2 separate regions of the Oryctolagus cuniculus genome follow, and region 1 is linked to region 2. A link is a contact called in public Hi-C data. All regions are on one chromosome and are shown on one strand. Each heading gives the region's core, a stretch centred on a gene start, on an enhancer-like site or on the middle of the called end of the contact. The rest is flanking DNA. Distances are from core to core; before and after follow the strand shown. Region 1 has its middle 26 kb from the start of PLEKHG3. Region 2 overlaps SPTB (spectrin beta, erythrocytic).

Region 1 (3,340 bases), core at 660-3,159, 90 kb before region 2:
GAGCCAGTGCTGCACACCTGCCTAGTGAGGCTTCTTGAAGTAAAGGGAACACCTGGAAAGTGAACTCTGTGACTACACTAAAAACCACTGGCTTGGGGTCAGCGCTGTGGCACAGCAGGTTAAAGCCCTGGCCTGCAGCACCAGCATCCCATATGGGCACTGGTTCAAGTCCTGCCTGCTCCTCTTCTGATCCAGCTCCCTGCTAATATGCCTGGAAAAGCAGCGGAGGATGGCCCCTGCAACCCATGTGGGAGACCTGGAGGAGGCTCCTGGCTCCTAGCTTCAGAATGGACCAGCTCTGGCCATTGCAGCCACTTGGGGAGTGAGCAGCAGATGGAAGACACTCTCTCTCTCTCTCTCTCTCTCTCTGCCTCTCCTTCTCTGTGTAACTCTCTTTCAAATAAATAAAATAAATCTTAAAAAAAAAAAAACACCCACAGGCTTCTGTATTTGAAATGGGTGAATGGTATGATATGAGAATTTTAAAAAATATATTTTTTTTAATTTTTATTTATTTATTTATTTTTGACAGGCAGAGTGGATAGTGAGAGAGAGAGACAGTGAGAAAGGTCTTCCATTGCCGTTGGTTCACCCTCCAATGGCCGCCGCGGCCTGTGCACCGTGCTGATCCCATGGCAGGAGCCAGGTGCCTCTCCTGGTCTCCCATGGGGTGCAGGGCCCAAGCACCTGGGCCATCCTCCACTGCACTCCCTAGCCACAGCAGAGAGCTGGCCTGGAAGAGGGGCAACCGGGACAGAATCCAGCACCCTGACCAGGACTAGAACCCGGTGTGCCAGCACCGCTAGGCAGAGGATTAGCCTGTTGAGCCGCGGCGCCGGCAAAAAGATTTATTTAAAAGGCAGAGTTACAGAGAGAGAGAAGGATCTTCCATCTGCTGGTTCACTTCCCGAATGGCCGCGATGGCCAGGAGGGGGTCATACTGAAGCCAGGAGCCAGGATTTCCATCTGGTTCTCCTACGTGGGAGCAAGGGCTTGAGCACTTGGGCCATTCTCTGCTGCTTTCCCAAGTGCGTTAGCAGTGAGCTGGATCAGAAGTGGAGCAGCCGGGACTCGAACTAACGTTCTGACCTGGGATGCTGGCGTGGCAAGCTGCAGCCACAACACTTGTCCTGGAGTCTTTACTTTCCTAACCCGGCGAGAAGTAGCTTCAGGACTGAAATTGCCAGCTGTGGCAGTTGCTACCTCCCTAGACAGCAGGTGGAGGGCTCTGGAAGACACCTGCAGGCTCTGTGGGGGGCAGCGTGGGCCCCCGGGGCGAAGGGTGGAACTGAGAGGGCCCTGAAGCTCATTGTCAGGGCCTGCAGCCGGGCTCTCTGAGGAGAGGGCGGCGGCCAGCTGGGGGCTGGGGGCTGGGGGCGGGGCAGCAAGTCCAGGACGCCCACGAAGAAGTCCGCCTGGGATTTTTACGGGGCCCTCTTTCACACGCGCGCACAGCCGGCTAGGAGCGGAGGGCTTGGCAGAGAGAGAGAAGAGGCCATGTGAACAGGGCAGGGAGTGCATAGTTTCCATGGCATAATCGGACTATAAAGCCCCGCGTGTCTGTGGGGGAGGGAGAAGTGGCGGCTGCGGGGCCCAGCCTAGGCCAGAGCTGGGCACGCACCCAGGAGCCACACTCCCTCCCGGTGCCTGCAGGGCCTCAAGCCTCTGGACGCTCCTGTGGTTGCTGATGGGGCGAGAGCGTCGGCCCTTCCAGACTCCTGGCCATGGGGTAGAGCTGGGCTGAGCCGAGGCGAGGCGCAGGCGGAAACACAGGCTGTGAATTCACAGGCAGGCAGAGTGGAGGCCCCACCCGAAACACCCGGGCTGGCGCTGACCCGCGTCCTTGCCTGGAGCGATTCTGGGAGGATCCCCCAAGCCCCCTCCTCTGCTGCGCAAGGCATGGCTGTAGAGAAAGAGGCTGCTCCGTTGCTGGTGGCTTCTGGGACAGACATCAGGAACAGAGAAGCCTGGGCTTTAAGGCACAGGGTAAGCAGCCCACAGACACATCAGCGTCGCTGGGTTCAGGACCTGGCTCCAGCAGACCCTGGGAGGCGCTCGTGATGCCTCGGTCCTTTGGGTCCCTGTTTCCCACGTGGGAGACCCAGGCTGAGTTCCTGCTCCCAGCTTTGGCCTGGCCCAGCCTAGCTATTGTGGGCATGTGGGGAGTGGATCAGTCAATGAGAGCCCTCTCTCTGTACACATCCACCACTATCATTCTGCACGTATCTACCTCTCAAATACATACATAAAAATTAAAATAAAAAAAGAAGACAGGGCTAACATTTAATAAGCCTAGTTACCAGACTCTGTGCTAAGCATTTTTGCTTTTGTGAGCTCATTTAGAATAATACGAAGGTACTTCAAAACAGTCATGAAAATTATGTTTGCTTTGAGGGCTGGCATTGTGGCACAGTGCGTTAAGCTGCCACTTGCAACACTGGCATCCCATCCTGGAATAGCAGTTTGAATCCTGGCTGCTCTGCTTTATCCAGCTTCCTGCTGTGGCCTGGGAAAGCACTGGAAGATGGCCCAAGTGCGTGGGGCCCTGCACTCATGTGGGGAGAACCGGGTGAGGCTCCTGGCTCCTGGCTCCTGGCTCCTGGCTCAGCCCTGGCTGTGTCGGCCACTTGGAGTATCATTCAGAGCACGGAAGGTCTCTATCCATCTCTCCCTCTGCCAATCTTTCAAATAAATAAATTATTTAAATGTTATTTTGGTGCAGAGTTTGTAATCTCTACACATATTTTTCATCAGGCATTTCCTACGAGGCACACGAGAACCCTGCACCGCCAGTGACTGTGGGTTCATCAGACAGCGGCTCTCATCTCCTCCAGTGCAGGTCAGGTTTCCATCAGACAAAGGCAGAACAAGCCTCTTGTCACTGCTGTAGTGCTGAAACATGTTTACAGTCTTTAGCAAGAGCCGAATTGGGCAAGCAGGAGACAACACTCCACCTCCAAGTCATGAGTACAAGGGTAGGTCCAAAATTTGTGGGAGGGGCTGGTGGTGTGGCTTAGCAGCTTCCAGTTCCGGCTGCTCCACTTTGTGATCCAGATCTCTATTAATGGCCCATGAGGGGGCAGCACTGTGGCATAGCAGGTAATGCTGCTGCCTGCAGTGCCAGCATCCCACATGAGCGCCAGTTCAAATCCCAGCTGCTCCACTTCCAGTCCAGTTCTCTGTTATGGCCTGGGAAAGCAGTGGAAGATGGTCCAAGTTCTTGGGCTCCTGCACCTGCAAGGGAAACGTGGAAGAAGCTCCTGGCTCCTGGCTCCTGGCTTTGGATCTGCCCAGTTCCAGGCATTGCAGCCATTTGGGGAGTGACTACTGAATGAAAGAC
Region 2 (3,163 bases), core at 6-2,505:
GACGGGGCAGGGGAGCCAGCCGCTGGCTTTGTTGGGGGGGGGGGCGGGCAGCGCCTTCTGCAGTGGAGTTGGGCTCCTTCTTCTCTTTCTTGGATCCAAGGTTGATTGGGTACTGATTGCATTGCTCTCAGTTTCATGGAAGGAGCAGCAGCAGGAATCTCTCCAGGAGGCCTTGGGCTGGGTGCTCCTGAGCTTTGCCATGTGGTTTCTTTCTGGTCCCCCACACAGGACAGCTTTCCCATCGGTGGAGTGGCTGGCTTTCTGGGAGGGGCCTCCAATGGCGGGCTCCCCCCTTACCCCAGAGAGAGACTCAGGTCCAATTAGGTTTTATTCCACACCTCCCCCCAGGCCCCTCTGCCCTGCCCTGGTGACATCCAGGTGCTGGGCAGGGGCAGCTGTGGCACACGCGGCTGGTGAGACGGACACGACACACAGGACGGATGGAGTGGCTCAGGTGGTCCCACAGGAGCCCGCACACCCAGGCCACCGCGGCATGCAGACGCGCAAGGATGCACTGGCAGAAGCACAGGTGGGGAAGGGAGGCAGGCAGGGGGCAGCCCCAGCCGTGTCCGCGGTCCTTGTAAGCCCCCGGGTCCTCCGTGCGGGGGCTGCTGCTGGGAAAAAGGGGGGCGAGACGCAGTCCACCATAGCCAGGGACTCAGCCACAGGCGGCCCTGGGAGCTTCGGAACATGCTTTGGGGAGAGAGCTTTTAGCAGCAGCCCAGCAGCGCCCTCTTCTGGGCCTGGTGGGCTGCTGCACCTTGGTTAGGCAGCTGTGTGAGGGCACCCGTGGGGTGGAGGGGCAGGCAAGCTAGCACCTGGGCCCAGGGGGCTTCCGCACAGGGTGGGCTTGCCCTGTGTGCGTTGTTGTGGGGTGGCTGAGGCTCAGGTGAGCTCCCCAGGGCTTCACAGGGGTGGGAGGCATGCAGGGGAGAGCCGTGCCAGCCACATGCTGAATTCCTGCCTGAACCTGGGTGCAGCCCCCAGGGCTACGGGCCTCAGCCTTGACAGGGGTCCTATGGGACCTGTGCCAGCCAGGCATGGGCCCCAGGCCCTGCCAGCTGACCCCAGACCTTCCTTTTCTATAAGGTGGGAGGCTGGGCAGCTGGAAGCCCTTGGAGCTCTGGCCGCTCCCTCACCCCTAAGGTCTGTTCTTGCCTTGGAACCTGCTCCACAGGCAGGTCTGGCCCTGGGAAGTGGGCAGTGCTCTGTGCAGGAGGAGGAGTCCCCACTCCATCGTGGGGCCGGTGGGTGGGCAGGACAGGCCGGAGCGTGGGCGTGCATGTGCGCGTGCAGGGCGTGCTGTGTTGAGGATGGGGTTAGAAGGCAAACAGGGATAAAGTGCGCCCCCTGGTGTGTAGAAGGTGATGTGTTTATACAAGAAAATTTATTCGACTAGATAAAACCAAACTAACCCGGGTCGTCAGTGGCCTGGAGGGACAGTGGCTTCGGGGTGGCAGGGAGGAGGGGCAGCATTCTAGAAAACCTAAGTAGAGAGGTGAACTGCTCCGAGCAAGGCCCCGGGTGGCGCCAGCTCCGGCCAGCCTCCTCCCTCCAGCCCTGGCTGGGCCTAGTAGGGGTGCGCGGGCTCTGGCAGCAGCGACTCCCAGGAACTAGACATTAGGGACAGGAAACTGACCGGGGACGTTCTCTCGGTGGCTGCACGGTGGGGCACGCGGGGCGCCTCCCCCGCCGTCTCACCTTCCTCCTCTTGAGGCCTAAGGAAGACACAGGCTCTCTTTAACCAGCAGCGTCTCTCCAAGGTTCCCGCTGGCACCCACCCGGGAGCGTGCGCCCAGGGTCTCCCTGTCCAGACAGCCAGGGGAGCCTGGACAGAGCAGATCCAGGAGCCGCCCGCAGGCTAACGGGCAGAGGGAAGACAGGTGCCTCAGCGAGGGACAGGTTTCTGTGCAAAGCGGGGCACAGGCGCTGGTACCTGGTGGGAGGGGCCTCCACCCCTCCTTCCCCGAGCCAGGTCTTCCGCTCAGTACGACTCAGGGGAACAGAAGCCCCTCCGATTCCAAGCTCAGGCCCCTCTGGATTTCTCTGACAGGTGGCCCAAGTGTGAAATCTGGGCCCCTTCTCCTCCCCACCCATCCCCCTGGCCTGGCCCGCGGGGCACATGGCCAGCACTCACCCGGGCTCCTCTACGGGTTTGTCCTGGCGTTCTTTAAGCTCAAGCTGGGGGAAGAGGAGACTGGGGGTCAGAGCTGCCACATAGGGGAGCCGTGTTTTCCGAGGGCCCCCCTGGGGCATTGTCTGGAAGGCTGGTGCACCCTGGGGTCCGCTCTCCCGGGGCCATCCTTTTAGTCCTCTACGTTCACGGTCAGCATTTTCTACCCCTTATTTCCTTCCCATTCTCCCCACCTGCCCAGCCACCCAAACACCTGGCCCCTGGTCTGGTGGTCCTGAAGCCCCCCACCCACCCCATCTCCCCAGTGTGGCTGCCCAGCCTCCCAGCACCGGTCCCAGCTCACCAAGGTGGGTTTCTCCAGGGCGGCAAAGCGCTCGGCCCAGCTGCGTGTGGATTTCTCAAAGGCCTCATGCCTCCTGATGAGCTTCTCCACGCTGTCCACCGTGTGGCCGAAGTCCCGGCTGGCCAGGTAGGGCTCCTGGGCGATGAGCCACGCCTCGGCCACAGAGGCATCCCTCGAGAACTGGCACACGTCCAGCCCTGCCACGAGAAAAGCGTCAAAGCCTGGCTCGGCCCGCAGACAGGAGCTCCCCCTCCCCCTAACAGGTGTCCCCCAGTGGTCCCCAATCCCCATGCCAGGGATCAAGCAGTAGTAGTTAGGGTTAAAAACTACATTTACTAGAACAACAACAAAACATGCTGGGATGCACCTCCACGAGGACCGGTCTCTTTCTGGCCCTTGGCTGTCTTGCAGCCCTAGGGGACCAGTCCCAGGCATCTGGGCGCACAGCTCCTTTCTGCTTCAGCCTGACCCTGTACCCTGGCCACAGCCCTGCAGGGACACCAGCTGGGTGTGATGGGGGAGGCGAGGGCAGGGAGCGGCATGCTGGCTGGCAGAGGCCGTGTCCAGCCACGTGTCTGCCAGGATCTGCTGCCTGGACACCTTCAGCCCCAGAGATCTGCCGACGGGTGGTGCTGCTGGGGTCTCTCTCCAGGCTATGGTGAGGACCAAAGCCGCTGTGGGATCGT

The links. Hi-C and Micro-C count contacts between places; a contact is called where the count stands out from the background.
Region 1: a Hi-C map of liver shows a contact between it and region 2, with 6 times the contacts expected there. The contact joins two enhancer-like sites. A contact is called at or near these places in 5 of 6 Hi-C or Micro-C datasets (ear pinna, liver, psoas muscle and 2 more).

What each region holds. Positions count from the first base shown.
Region 1 is chr20:5,787,295-5,790,634 of mOryCun1.1, reverse strand. No RefSeq gene overlaps it. Among named protein-coding and RNA genes, the nearest start is that of PLEKHG3, 26 kb to the right of the region's middle. Within about 2 kb of position 1,909, at least 2 of the 8 cell types and tissues checked have an H3K27ac peak or open chromatin away from gene starts, as enhancers often do.
Region 2 is chr20:5,697,098-5,700,260 of mOryCun1.1, reverse strand. SPTB (spectrin beta, erythrocytic) reads right to left here. Exons shown (of 36, transcript XM_051838742.2): 30 at 2,478-2,674; 31 at 2,138-2,181; 32 at 1,640-1,718. Among named protein-coding and RNA genes, the nearest start is that of PLEKHG3, 65 kb to the left of the region's middle. Within about 2 kb of position 1,255, at least 1 of the 8 cell types and tissues checked has an H3K27ac peak or open chromatin away from gene starts, as enhancers often do.